Linked DNA regions of Zea mays: all the other regions are linked to region 1. The links are chromatin contacts, called in public Hi-C maps. All regions are on one chromosome and are shown on one strand. Each heading gives the region's core, a stretch centred on a gene start, on an enhancer-like site or on the middle of the called end of the contact. The rest is flanking DNA. Distances are from core to core; before and after follow the strand shown. Region 1 holds the start of LOC103638717 (homeobox protein knotted-1-like 11). Region 2 holds the start of LOC100279469. Region 3 has its middle 27 kb from the start of LOC103640102.

Region 1 (4,849 bases), core at 1,258-3,757:
TCACCAGTTGACGGATCTACAATTTTGCTATGGAAAGAATAGTGGCATACCCAGTCTTTGCTACATCTTTACCTGGAATTGTTCTCCTTCTCTAGGTGTTAGGACATCTCATTGTAGAGTTTTTGTCTCCTATCCTCTTAGCACAATCACTTTCATTTGCCTCTATTAGAACAAGCTTATTCTCAGCTAGAACAATTTTTACCATTATGGTTTTCAACCATCGCTGGAAGAGATACTTGGTCATATATTTGGAACTATTCTTCTTTTCTGGTGAAAAAAGCATACATTAGACTTTTGGGGATACCCCTGCTCACACCATATCAAGGTGGATATGGAAGACTTCTACTCAACTCAAGCACAAAATCTTTTTTGGCTCCTTATTAATAACCGATTGAAAACTAGGAAATTACTATAGAGGAAGAATTTTTACACTAGATTCTTATGACCGTGAGATGTGTATATGGTAGAAAATTGAATCAATGGGTCATCTTTTCTTCAGATGCAGTTTCACGAGGAGATGTTGGAACCAACTCAATATTTCTTATTCACGACACTTTCGCTCTTCTCAGGCCATTCAAACAATTTAATCCAAATTGGGCATGCCTTTTACAATGGATATTATCATTCTTATGCCCTGGGCAATTTGGAAGCAACAAAATTCATGATTATTCTAATATGCGGAAGGCTGCTATAATAATTTCAAAGATCTTTATGACCTCATATGCACAGAATGCATCTAACACTTTTTTCTTGTTGCCACACATTAGCGAGCTCAATTACCATAATCATTTATGTAATGTAAACTCTGGTGTACTATTGTAACTTTTTCCCTTTAAATATATTCTAGTAGGGGCTTCACCTCTCCTGTTTCGTCAAAAAGAAAATCATGTGCGAACTTGATTTCTTTATGAAACTGTTATGTGCGAAGTTAATATCTTTGTGGAACTGTTATGCGCAAACTTGATGTCTTTGTGTAATTGTTATGTGTGAAGTTGATGTCTTTGTAGAACTGTTATGTGTGACATGCCTTTGTGGAACTATTATGTGTGAACCTAATAGGTGTTGTTTGATCATGTATAATTTATTTTCACCCATTTTAGCACTGTTATGAGCACTTAATAGGTGGATTCCATTTGTTGGCAAAGTTTTTGATAGTTCTAAATTGTTCACACTCATTTTTTTTGAAAAAGATGCAAATCTTAGAGATCTTTGCTTGTTTTATTGTATTGAATTTTATATGCAAAGTATTCAAACAATATTTAGAATTTCATTCTAGGAATTAAACTGCTTGTACAACCAAACACAAATAATAGAATTAAATCACTCTCTGGTTGATTCAATTTTTAAAATTATTCATTTCTTTGAATTTAATTATGATAAAAGTTTCATTTCCATCCATCCAAAGGGTTGTGTTGGCTCCAACTCGAGGCCAAACACTAGGGGTGAACCTCCTGACGGTGCTCCCTACGGGAGCGTGGACAGTCTACGACCTCGCTGCAGGAGCAGCTCCTCTCCACGCAACACCGAACGGTCCGCACATAGGGTCAGACGGCCCGTGACATGGCATAGTGTCTTCTTCTCCGTGAAGAACCCTATATCTCGCCTCGCGGGAGGTACCAGTCGGGGAGTAGAGTTACAGAGGGTGCTCCGGAGTCGACAGGACAGCTGAGACGTCCCCAGACGACGTAGAGTTGACTAGAGATAAAGTAATAAGTCGAGAAAGACTAATACTAGGGCTAAACTACTGCTACTCCTAAGTCAAGAAAGTAAAGGATTTCATAAATAGATTGATTGGATCAATTTTAGGTGCATTTAAACGGCAGTACCCTTTATATTTATAGGGGAGGTTTGGACCCGTTCATAAACGCTTTCCAACATGTTCCTACGAGGTTAGTGGATAAGTACACGCGGGAGAGGGACTCTCGTCCGAGATCTAATCTAACCGCGGACCGTGCGAACTAAAACCGCAGACCGTCCACATGGTTAAACTGTTCGGCCGTCCCTAGGTACCATAAATGATGCTCAACAGAATGTTAGTGAAATACTCCATTCATTCATAAATATATGACATCGTTGATATTTTTCAAAACTTTGATCACTCATCTTATTCAAATATTTATTTAAAAATATAAAATTTTAAATAACGCTTAAATAACCTTAAGTGAACTTACGATTTTTAATGAGATGATGGTTAAAGTTTTGAAAAATAAGTTAACGATGACATATATTTATAAACTAATATATAAACGGAAAAGGTAGTACGATATATATAAAATCATGATCTCTATTCTTGAATATTTGTCGTTCGCTAGTTTATTTTTAAACTATACCGTGATAACTATCATTTACTCATGTGTTAGTGACGAATTTCTGATACAGTAGTTTCCGACAACATTTGTGTTCTCATCTCATCCAAATCCAAGCATGTTTGCTGTGCAATTCACTCTTCGGAATTGAGTCACGTGCACGAGAAATTAAAGGGAGGGCGCTATCCGTCCTCTACCCCCAAAGCGCGGTCCCCTCCCTTCCCCAGTCCCCACTACCACTACACGCCTCTCGCCGTCGCGTCTTCAAAGCCTCCGCCACTTGACTCCCATCCCCTCTCGCGTGGTCCTTCTCCTGCTCCCGCTCCCGCTGCTCCTCATCTTCTCGCGCCGCGGCCCCCAGCCTTTGCCCGCCGCTACCTCTCTCTAATTGGGCGGCGGCCTGCCGGTCCGATGGCGTTCAACTACCACGACCACGCGCTGGCGATGGACCCCGCGGCGGCCGCCGCGGTTGGGGCGGCCGCGAACCCTAGCTTTGTCTCCGGAGGTGGCATGGCCGGGGGGCCCGGCTGGGAGAGGGAGAAGGCGGCCATCGCGGCGCACCCGCTGTACGAGCGTCTTCTCGAGGCGCACGTCGCCTGCCTCCGCGTCGCCACCCCCGTCGACCAGCTCCCGCGCATCGACGCGCAGATAGCGGCGAGGCCCCCGCCCATGGAGGCCGCGGCTGCGGCTGCTGCGGCGGGCGGAGCACACTCGGGAGGCGAGGAGCTCGACCTCTTCATGGTAAGTACCCATACTTTCTCGTCTCTCTTCCTATTATGGTCTTGCTATGATGAAGCTAATAAGGTTGCCCAGTGGTTCTCTCTTCTCCATGCGGATTTTCTGATTGAGTTTTGGGTGTTCAATTGGATATTTGTATGGCTGGATGGTTCATCCGGCATGCTAAGTATTCTGTAGTACGCATGTGGAAGATTTTGGGGGTGATGTTGGCTAGTTAATTCAAAATGGATTTCCGAATAAACCGAGTTAATTATGCATGCATAGCAAAGGAGCCGCAAATTTAAGTGCAGAATCGACTCATGAACTTTTGATGCTATCCCTTATTACATGCTTTTCGTTCTTAATTGCGTTGCTTCTCTGTTTGCCAAGGTTATCGATAGTGAAGCCGTTTTTGCAACTTTCTTTTTACGTTTAGCTGTACCTCTCTTTTCTTTTTGAAATGATAATTAATCATTTTGTGGCAAGAGCAGGTTGTTATCATTCTCTGTTTTTTCCCTCTTTCGAATGGTTCTAAATTCTAACCTGTCTCGTTTTTCGTCCAGACACATTATGTGTTGCTCCTCTGTTCATTCAAGGAACAACTCCAGCAGCATGTGCGTGTTCATGCAATGGAAGCAGTCATGGCTTGTTGGGAGCTCGAACAAACTTTACAAAGCCTTACAGGTAGCTGAAGCTTTCTACTTTAATATTTTTAGAGGAAAATGCTTTAGCTGCCCCTTTTTGGAGTCTGCTTGATGTACAAGTACAACTCCCTACTTAATATTTGCTATGTTTCATGTTTTGTTCGTATGGTGGTCACAGCAGGTTTCAGTGCAACCTAGGCAGACCATCTTATTGAAATTTCTCGCCACAAATAACGTATTGACCATTCCCCAAATGTTTCCTTCCTTTGGAAATTGACCAAATAGCCATTCTCTTGTTGGTCTTATCAGGTATATGGAAACTACAAACTAACTAACATTAACTAACATTGTTAGTACTTTTTTTCTTGCATTAGAATCAAACCTTACAACTTCACGCTATCGAACCCATTTTTGAATCATTATCTCATCCATGAACCTCATGTTGCAGACCATGCAACTGGTGCTACCTTTGTGAGATAATTTTAACAGTGTTCTCCCAGTCAAAGTTTCCCCTATCATGTCTCTAGACTCTGCTGCAGGCCCCTCAGAACAGTTAATAACTTAATATAGTACACTGTAATGGCTCTATGAAAATTGAAAAATAAGAGAGTACTTGGCCGATTACATCTTGACTGCGCCCTCTATTTTAGCGCTGGTCTAGCCGGCATCGTGCAAACGTCTGACCCCACATGACATCTTCCCCCCCCCCCCCTCGACGAACAGCTCGTCCTCGAGCTGGAACCTGGGGTAGTGCTCGATGAATGTGTCGATGTCTTCCCAAGTAGCAGATGATGGTGGTTGGTCTTGCCACCAAATGAGGACTTGGCGCACGCCTCTGGCCAACTGTGCCTTGACTGCCGCTGCTGGAATTAGAATAGTTGCGCCGTGATGCATAGGCGACAGGGGTGGTGTAGACTCTGGTGGCTGGCCTCGAAAGAGCTTGAGGTGGCCAACATGGAAGACATCGTGTATGTGGGCTCCCAGTGGAAGACGAACGCTGACAACTACTTTGTTGATGTCTTCCATCACCTGATACGGTCATAGAAGCGTGGACTCAGCTTGCCGGTGGTTGCCTGCGGTAGGGATAGGGGGGTACGGTGCCGAACCCGCAACCAGACCCAATCGCCCACCTTGTAGGACAGTTGCCGATGGCGGCGATTGTAGTGTGCCTTGTAGGATGCC
Region 2 (4,849 bases), core at 1,215-3,714, 180 kb before region 1:
ATAGTTATTCTTGCAATGAGTTGCTCAATCAATGTGAATAACTTTGGGAGCAAACTCAAAAGATCGTGAGCAAGAGAACTTTAGAGAGAGGGGAGAGGAAGAACCAAATCGTAGAGTAAAGATCAACACATGAACACGACAATTTGTTTCTCGAGGTTTGGTTCTAATGAACCTACTCCCAGTTGAGGAGGTCACGGAGGCCGGGTATTTTTCAACCATTTCCCTCTCTCAATCGGTCACCTAGACCGGTTGAGTGCTTCTTCTTAATCTCAAGGGTCACTAAGACCCCGTAAGGATCACCACACACTTATGTGTCTCTTGCTTGCTTGCTTTACAAATCACTTAGAGAGTTTAGAAGGAGATGAAGAAAACACAACTAAGCAACAAGAGCAACAAATGAAACACAAATCACACTCTCTCAATTCACTAATTACTAATGACCACTTGTCTTAATTGTGGCACTTGAGGAGATTTGGAAACTTTGAATGTGTCTTGGAATTGATTCTTTGCTCTTGTATTGAATGTGGAGAGTGGAAGGTTTGGATGCTTTGAATGGTGGTGGTTGGGGGTATTTATAACCCCAACCACACTTCTAGCCGTTGGCTATAGCTTTCTGTCGATGGGCGCACCGAACAGTCCGGTGCACACCGGGCACGACACTGTTCCGTGTTCGGTGCATGCCACGCCAGTCGCCCGTTGGATTCGTCTGCCCCTGTGGTGCACCGGGCAGTCTAGTGCCACACTGGACAGTCCGGTGCGACCTGATCGTCGCTGTCTGTTTCTGACTTCTGACGTTTCTGACCTGGTGGCAGTCGACTGTTGGACAAGTTGACCGTTGGCCGTAGTCTCACCGAACAGTCCGGTGAATTTTAGCCGTAGAGCGTTGCGTTTTCCCGAGAGCGGCCTGTTCATCGGGTGCGTCAGCCTGGTCACCGTGTCCGGTGCGTCGCAGGCTGTTGCAAGTCTAACTTGCCCTATATTTATAGAAGTGGCCCATGGGTCTAATTTTCTTATAGATGTATATGAACTTTATATACTTGAGAAAAGATTAATTAGACAAACTAGTTAGTCCATAAGTTTTGTGATGGTCGGTAAACACTAAAATCGATTATAGATATGGTTGAGACCATTTCTCTTCCAATTATAGATATCATGTTTAATAAACTAGCGAGGTGAGCACACAAATCGCACGGATAGCTAGATTTCTTTATTACAGTTACAACCATTAGATATGTTTACTTCTTTGAAAACAATTGTTCGATTAATTAACATATTACAATTGTACCTACTACTAGCAAAAGGAAAGGGATAGGAGAGGGGATGTTTCAGACAGAAAGGAGGTCAGTGAGTTACAATAAATAACTTTGCACCATAGGTCATGACACCCTGGATCTTGTCACCAAGCTTGGTGTTGTTATCTACGACGCCAAGTACTTTGCCATATCTCCGTCATGCAAGCTTTAAGTAGCTGCCATACTACACAACTCAGCCCCGTGAGTCACAACATTAAGACCTATTACCTAGGCCTCGTGATTCATAGTGTCAAACTTGGAGTTAAAATAAATAAATTAAGGCCCTGTTTAGATGCTTCTGACTAATTGTCATCAGTGGCTTACAATTAGCTAACAAATATTTAACCGGCAAACAATTAGTCATGATATGATTAGAGTCTTAACTAATAGATGTATAGAATATAGTAAAATGTCTGTTTAAGTCAGAAGAGAAAGGAAAGAAACCAACAAGGATAAAAATCGTCTTTTCTCTTTTTATGATATATTTGCAACGTCAAATGGCTACATAGACACATAATTTGTTAGCCATCTAGTTAAAAATTAGATAATTTATTAGCTAACTTGTTTGAAGCTCGAAGTACTAAAAATAGCCAATAAACCGTTTGACAGATGGTTCAAACACGCCCTAGAGCACACCAAGCTCTAAATATGAATATATTTCAAAAAAACTAAAAAAAACCTGTCTCCACGCCGAAGCCACTTCCAAGCACACCCAACGCCTCACTTATCTTACATCCTACGTCTCACTTTTACCGAACTACCCTTCTCTTACCACTGACAACACGGCCTCTCAGGTCCAAGGCAACCGCATCATTTTTCTCTCTCTCTCTACAGCGCAGTCCCAGTCCCGTACGCGAAGGCGCGGAAAGGCTCCACCGCCTCGCCTGTCGGCCTCCAGCGACGACCGCACCACCCCTCGCACCACTGCACTGACTGACTTGTGGGGCGAGGCTCCCGGGCCCGCTTGCAAGTGATGCGGGTGCAAATTTGCAGGTTCGCTGGGAGACGACGTGGCGCCGCGCGCGGCGCGTAGCTGTGCAGGGGGTGGTGGCGAGTAGGGACTAGGGAGGGTCGTGGGTGGGCCCGGATTGTTTTTTTCCTTATTTTACGTGGTTCATTCCGCCGTTTAAAAGGGAGCCGGACCGCCACGCCGTGGCTTTCGTTCGTCTCCACGCCCCTCTCATTCGCACCGCTCCCACCCACATCCTCTTCGCCTCTCTGAGTCTCTCTCTCTCTCTCTCTCTGCACGCCTCCGCTCCGCGTGTGCTTCCGTTCGGCGGTGGTTTCATCTCGCGGAGGCAGCAGACCACAGCGCCAGCAGCCATGACCGCGGCCGACGGGGAGTCCTGCGCGGTGGTCGCGACGGCCGCCGACATCATCTGCTCTCTCCGTGGTGCGGACCTCGCCGGCTGGACCCCGCCGTGGCGCAAGCACGAGGCCGCCTGCGACGGCGTCCGTGAGGAGGAGGGCGGTGGCGGCGACGAGGCGCGTGATCTGGCCTGGCCGGCGGTGGCGCGCGGGAAGCGCTCGCGGTCCCGGCGCGAGTCCCCGTCGGCCTCGGGCTCCGCCGCCTCCGCCGACGCGAAGAAGAAGAAGAAGGCGAGGCGAGGGGTCCGCGGCAGCCCCGCGTCACCCCTCGACTACAGCGGCGTGTCCGGGTCCGGCGCGTCCACCAGCGGCGGCGAGGACGGTGCCTTCTGCTTCCAGCCAGAGCCAGCGTTCCCGCCGGCCGCCGCGTGCCAGCTCGCGGAGCCCGCCGTGCTTCCACCCCCGCCCCCGCCCCCCAGCGAGGTACGTGCGTGCGTACGCGCCTACCTCACATCTGACATCCCCGTCCCCGTCTCCTGTTGGTTTGGTCGCCTGCTGTGTTGTGGCCTTGTGGGCGGTTGGTTGCTTTCCGATTCGCGTTCGTGCCTCGGTGGTGGACGGACGGACGGACCAAACTGCCCCTCCGTGTAGGCAGCACGAGGATGGCTTCCAGATGCCACATCGCTTTTCCCCTCCCCCACGCCCCGCCTCACCCTCCGCTTTTTCGTTCGCGCGACCTTTTTCCCGGTCTAGCCACTCCCTTCGTAGATGGCGAGTCAGGTAAAAGGAGACGTCATGTGGTCGGATACCTCACGGATCTCTCGCCTCCGCAGTCGTCGCGTCGTAGCATAGCAGCCCTGCCCCTGTGTGGATTTCCTCTCGCGTGGTGGCGCTGCCACTCGGTGGGACGGACCGACGGACAGTGGCAATTCCCTGAATTTTATACGCCGCCCATATTGTATATTGTACGTGTGCTGGTGGTTTACCGGGGTTGACCCCGACGGCAGAGGGGGCAGCGGCGGCAATTCACTCGGGTAGGTGGAGGGTGGAGCTGGGCCGGCTCCCACTCCCACTCCAACCACGGGCCGCAGTTGCGGCTTGCGTGTGCGTGTGCGTCCGCCGCTGCGCTGTCCCCGTCCCCAAACTGTCCTCAACTCGTGCCCCACCGGGGAACCTAATACCAGTGGGCATTTGCGACATTATCCAGTGCTTATCCCTCGCCTGCTCTGCGGTGGGGGAGCGCAGTCAAACCGGGCCGGCCACGGCGATTGGTCCTTCGGGGCGGGGAAGCGGCGCGCGCCTCGTGGGCGTCGCCTACTGGCGTGGGAGCCGCATGTCCGTGGCCGCCACACACGCAGGCGAAACCGGTGGACACAGCGCACCCTGTCCAGTCCGACAGTGACACGCGTCCGGGTGGCATAGCGGGCTCATATGAAATTCCGACTTTTTTTTTTGAAAAAAAACCCAAATACAATAAAATTTGGAACAGGGATGAAATCGACATGTCGCTTGTCCATGTGCCTTTTTGATGTCCACGCTTCCTCCCTTTGTCATCCCATAATAGCGTGCTTCATGCGATAGCCTAATCGAGATGCCGCTGAACTGCTTGCAGGAATAGCAGTAGGAGTTGAGTTGGGTATACAGTAGGTAGACTGGGCTTTTTCCTCCGGTGTATGTACTCCCTGGCTACCTGGGGTTCAAAACAATCAATGCAGACGAAAAAAGAACATACGTCCCGTCGTCCCGTCTTGCTTTTCGATGCCTGCTGTTTGCTGGCCTTTTTTTTTCTCTTCCACCGGGGCTGGCTCTAGTCTAGTGGTCCCGCGTTGTTTGTTCCCGTGGCTGCCACTCTAGTATGAATACTACTCTATACCAGCATCTGAACTAACGACCTGCAGCGCGCTTTTCTCCTGCAGGTGGGTGGCCTCGCCGGACGGCGGACGATCCTCCCGGTGCCGCCACCTCGGCCCGCCGGACAGCGGGCGCGGAAGAAGATGGTAAGTAAAGCTCCCCTCCGTCCGTCCTTGCTCGTAGAATATCTCGCGAACAGCGCTGGCACTGCAAAAGCACGTTGGCCGTAGCCGCGAGTACAACAGGGGAAGCAAGTGTGTACAGTCACGGGGAAACCAAGCGGGTGGCCTACTGGCTTTCAGTGCTTCGCCGTGGTGGTGCAGGACAAAAAAAAAAGCGAGCGGCATGGGCACTGCAGATGGTAGCTTTGGTTGGCTCTGGCCACTGAACATTGAATG
Region 3 (4,849 bases), core at 1,717-4,216, 150 kb before region 1:
ATTCAGCTAATGTCATATCTCAGCCGATTACCAACGCAGCCTGATCGACGTGTCTGAGTACCCATTATACAATTTAATCGCTCGACGTGAGTACAAAAGCTCAACATAATATAAATATTTAGAGCGATTTAAATATGCACAATATAGAGTTTACATACATTTTAATATTTTTCTACTAAATCTCCTACGAGAAATAAAAGCAGAAAAATAAACACCAAAATTAATGTATGAGCATAACACATCACGTGTAAAAAACATTTTTTCCAAAACTAAGTGTGCATTTTATAGTAATTAATTGCGACATAAAACAATTAATCAAGGTCGAAAATACAAAATAAAATATGCTTTATTCTATTTGATTTGCGACAGGAAATAAATAGAATAAATAATATGAGTATGTATACAAACTAATTGTACCAAAGTTTAATTCAACAAAACTGTATTAAAATAACATGCTTTATTCCATCTATGTGCGGCGGCCCAACTCTTTGCTCATGGAGCCCACCACATGCACGTGTTCGTGGATGGATGGCTGCACCTTTCCTTTCAATACGCCATGCACTTTGACCATGCACCACGGGGGAAGCGGTCGTCAAGATGGGCAGAGGATGCATGGCATCATGCATATGTGCATGTAGACGTGCGCGGGTCAGCAGGCCAGCAACGGCAAGGCGGCTGCAACTGCGTGCCTGGATCCGAAAAATGCGCATGGAGCCAGCGACCGGATGCGCCGAGCGACGCCGCCGAGCAACCAGATGTTACAAAATGCTCTGGCCCCGATACGGCTCCGGCATAGTCGAGACGCGACTGCTAGCGCGCAGCGCGGTCCCGACGAGCGGAGCACCACTACGGCGATGGCAGTCCGTCGCGCACGAATTACAGCCCGTGCATAACTAACTGATCAATCAGTAAACATACCGTTTGTTTGCGTAGATGGAGAATCGAAGACTGTCGCGTAAGACAGTTCGGCTAGCCGTAAGACCTGCCGGCTTGACGGAGAGTTGATGCAGATTTGATCCCGCAGCGACCTCGAGGTAGAGCGTGCTGATAACGTGTTGAGAACTACGTCACCACGGATCACCAGATCCGCTCCCTTCCCTCCCGTCAGCAGTAGAGGCGCAAGAAGCTGTAGAGTACCCGTCTTCCTTCCCATTAGCACGACAGAGGAAACACAATAGACACGATGTAGGGTTGGGGCTCTGGCCTCTTTCTCTTCTCTCTTCCATATGAGGGGTACATGTTCTATATATAGAGACGCGATAGCCCTCAGGGCTATATTCGGTATTTGCCCACATAACCCTTCATTAGGGTTTATCAACACGATTATGTGGTTCTCCAAATCAGTGAACGTCAAAGGCTAATCGATTGCGACAATCAACAGCGCTTGTATTCCACAGAAACGGAGTGAGAGACAACTTCAGGAGTCCTCTCATAAAGTGGGCTTCTATGCCCATCAGCACATATCGGAAATTCGGAACGTAGAAGGAATTCAAATGTAGAAATCGAACATCACATGAAACCCATCAAAGAGGCCCACTACTGAAGAACCATGGCCCACGGTGTTTTTTTTTCTTTTGGCATTACTCAGCATTTTTCCTTCTTCTCACCAATCCTTATTAGTACCTGGTTCCGTGTTCCTTATTATATAAAAGTGGACATTCTTAATTAAAGACTCGATTCAACATTTCACGTATCGATGCCGAAACAATAGTTCCATCGAAATGTGGAGTGGAACCAGCACACTGAAAATGTTGCGTAGTGTTACTTTTTTTTCTTTTGAAATGATAATTATATTGATATATAAGATTTCAGCAAGATGCATCGCTATCTTCCTGAATTCTTTCATCTCTTGGCAGGCCTTTTTCGAGAACAATGGCAGGTACACTGCCCATAGGGGACACAGAAAATTAAGTAGCTAGAGCTCATGCGACTCCATTTCTTCACCAGTCGTTGTATTGCAGTTGGAACAAGAACATCGGCGTGCTGGCGTGCATCATTGCTGGAGTCGAAGGTCGCATAGATAGAGTGAACAGATCCAGGCGACGCAGTGGAGTTGTGAGGAACACAAATTGAACAAAAACACACACGCCCATGCATGCGGATTAACACAGTGCAGAGGAAGAAGCATGTATAAAAAAAACCTAACAAAAAAATCCTTTAAATCAAAAGATTCACATTCCGATTTTATTTTTTGACCCAAAAGATTCACATCCTTTTCCTAAAAGCAACGCCATCGAAAGGCTCACTCGTCCACTCAGGCGAAACCACGAGTCACAAAATATCTACTGTTGCTCTGGAAAGAATCCTCGCGTGATCCGACTACTCACTTACTCCTGACGACAACCTGCCTGCCAAGCCGCCCGCTATATCGCGTCCGGATCCCTGTCATTTTCACACGCTAGGACTGATCGATCTATCAGGGGGGCGCCGGCGGTTGCAACACCGTCGGGCATTGTCCCTGACCTCATCGATCTCCGAAGTTAACTTGCCCCTAACCAGTTTCTGAGGTACGCGCCTTCTGCACTGTGTGTGATAACACCGAGACCTGAATAGTTTGAATTTAGAGTTTCACATTTTTTGGATCTGTCTTATGTTCCTTTTTCACAACAAATTTATCAGGAGCACCTGTTCAAGTCTTTTTTTTCCCTTGCGCTTTTCGTAACCGGAATCATATATTTTCTAAAAGCAACGAGATAAAAAGGTTCCCTCATCCATTCAGGCCAAAACACACACGGAGTAGTCACAAAATATCTACTGTTTGCTCTGGGAAGAATCCTCGCGCGATCCGTCCGACTACTTCCTTTCCTCCAGAGGGAGGACAAATGCCAAGCGGCCGGCTGCACCTGCACTGCACCCCCCGGCCCCGCTCGCGCCGACGCGTCAGTCCGCGACTGGACCCGGGCCCCTCCGGCCGGCCGTTCGTCGTCAAATTCCGCGGGCCCAGCGCACGTCTCTCGTCGCTGTCGCCGGCCCATCTTTCCCGGCACCGCCCTAGCGCGCGGCCCCCACCCCCGCACAGCTTCGCTTCGCTACCCTGTGCTGTGTGCTTGCGCTTGCGCAGCCCTTTTTTTGGCCCTCCAAAAGTAGATAGCGGGCGGAGATCCTGCGGGGCTACGTAGAAATGCCTAAAAATGGACGCGTCACGAGGGTCTCTTTCTGGGCACACACACAGTGTCTAAATTTCCTTTTCTTAATACAGTGCTGTACGTAATACAATACTGGTACAAAAGGTTTCATGAGTGTTTTTGCCTAACGACGGGGTTTGCGCAGGTCACTGGAAAAGGAAATTGTGAGGATACAGACGACCAAGTAGCAGGTGGACAGTTGTGTACAGCTGTTGTGCCGCCTACGTGGACGCCGGACGGCCGGACCCTGACGCCCGTCGCCCGGCCGGCAATGATCGTGCAGAGGCCGGTTTTTCAGCTCTTAATTAATTGGGCGCCAATCATGTGGGCCCACGACGATCCTTAGCGGTTTGGAGGCCGTTGAGAAAATATTTCTATATATTATTGGTGGGACCGGTTGGAATACGATGAAAACCAGACACAGATATGTAGAAGAATGTATGATTCTCATTGGTCTCATGAAGTGTATTACATATATATACATGGAGAATGAGGTACAAGCCAGTGGATATGGGCCTGTTTGGTTCAGCTTTTTTCTGATTAGCTTTTCTGAGAATCTAGCTGTGAGGAGAATCTGGCTGTGAGGAGAATCTGAGTATTATTAGTATTACATGCGGAGGAAGATAAAAATGTTCATAGGGCTCAGGATCTAGAAAGTAATGGATTTCTACTATTGCAACAACTCAACCGATTATATGTTTATGTTGATTTTGAATAGTTTTTACCTAAACGAATTTTATAGAAGCTGGCTGAAAAGCTGACGTGTTTGGCAGTCCACATCAGCTTTTGGTGGCTAGAAGCTGAAAAAAGCTGAAACAAACAGGGGCTATGTCCACTAGTAAGAAACTGTCACACCATTCAACTTGATCACATGTTCTTTTCTTTACCACTCCCCGTTGATCGATTCGAACTTCATTTGATCATCCTTTAGTTATACCTCCAAGATATCTGTCGGCGTTTCGACCTCGGGGGGTCCCTGGACCGACGAGTAAATTGTCGTTGCGTGTCCCAGACCAGATGGGTCGGCGCTGTTGAGAACTACGTTACCACGGATCACCAGATCTGCTCCCTTCCCTCCCGTCAGCAGTAGAGACGCAAGAAGTTGTAGAGGACCCGTCTCCCTTCCCATAAACATAACAGAGGAAACACACGAGACACAGTATATAGGGTTGGGCATCTGGCTTCTTTCTCTTCTCTGTATTATAAGGGGGTGTACAGGTTCCTTATATAGAGATGTGAGACCCCTCAGGGGCAAAGCAGATATTTGCCCACATAACCCTAACTAGGGTTACTTAACACTCCCCCTTGGGCGAATACCGCGACCAACACATGCCTCGTTAAAACTCCGAAAAACCCAGTAGAAAAAATATGGAGAAAGAGTGCATGGTGATACAAATTGCAATTGCACTTTGTTGCCTCGTTAAAAACCTCATGTGAGAAACTTCAAGAAAACTCACCAAGGGAAAAAGAGTACAACAGCTGTCATCGGGACAGATTTCGATCCTCTCGGATCTAGATTCTATCGAATCTTCTACAAGGGCTAACTTTAGAAATGTGCTCCCCCTGATCCTTGCAAAATCGTATCAATAAGGCAAAACATCTTCTTCTGGAAGTATATGCACATAAAGATTTAGCAAACAGATTGCATATCCTTGTAAGGACTATTTTAGGAACTTTACCTCTACTCACTTGTAGGATATACGAGGTAAGTGCACATATCAATA

Evidence for each region. A called contact is a pair of places that touch in the nucleus more often than the background predicts.
Region 2: a contact with region 1 is called in a Hi-C map of leaf, with 4 times the contacts expected there. The contact joins the promoter of LOC100279469 here to the promoter of LOC103638717 in region 1. A contact is called at or near these places in 3 of 25 Hi-C or Micro-C datasets (bundle sheath, endosperm and leaf).
Region 3: a Hi-C map of ear shows a contact between it and region 1, with 4 times the contacts expected there. The contact joins the enhancer-like site here to the promoter of LOC103638717 in region 1. A contact is called at or near these places in 9 of 25 Hi-C or Micro-C datasets (bundle sheath, ear, leaf and 3 more) and 1 of 3 datasets of contacts at active chromatin or transcription factors (seedling).

The regions. Positions count from the first base shown.
Region 1 is chr9:98,186,263-98,191,111 of Zm-B73-REFERENCE-NAM-5.0, forward strand. LOC103638717 (homeobox protein knotted-1-like 11) reads left to right here and starts at 2,508. Exons shown (of 6, transcript XM_008661553.4): 1 at 2,508-3,047; 2 at 3,587-3,707. The coding sequence starts at 2,718.
Region 2 is chr9:98,002,579-98,007,427 of Zm-B73-REFERENCE-NAM-5.0, forward strand. It overlaps LOC100279469, which reads left to right and starts at 2,465. Exons shown (of 5, transcript NM_001152473.1): 1 at 2,465-3,083; 2 at 4,517-4,597. The coding sequence starts at 2,616.
Region 3 is chr9:98,038,940-98,043,788 of Zm-B73-REFERENCE-NAM-5.0, forward strand. No RefSeq gene overlaps it. Among protein-coding and RNA genes, the nearest start is that of LOC103640102, 27 kb to the left of the region's middle. Within about 2 kb of position 2,967, at least 17 of the 20 cell types and tissues checked have an H3K27ac peak or open chromatin away from gene starts, as enhancers often do. A contact at or near this core is called in bundle sheath, ear, leaf and 3 more, where this site is marked.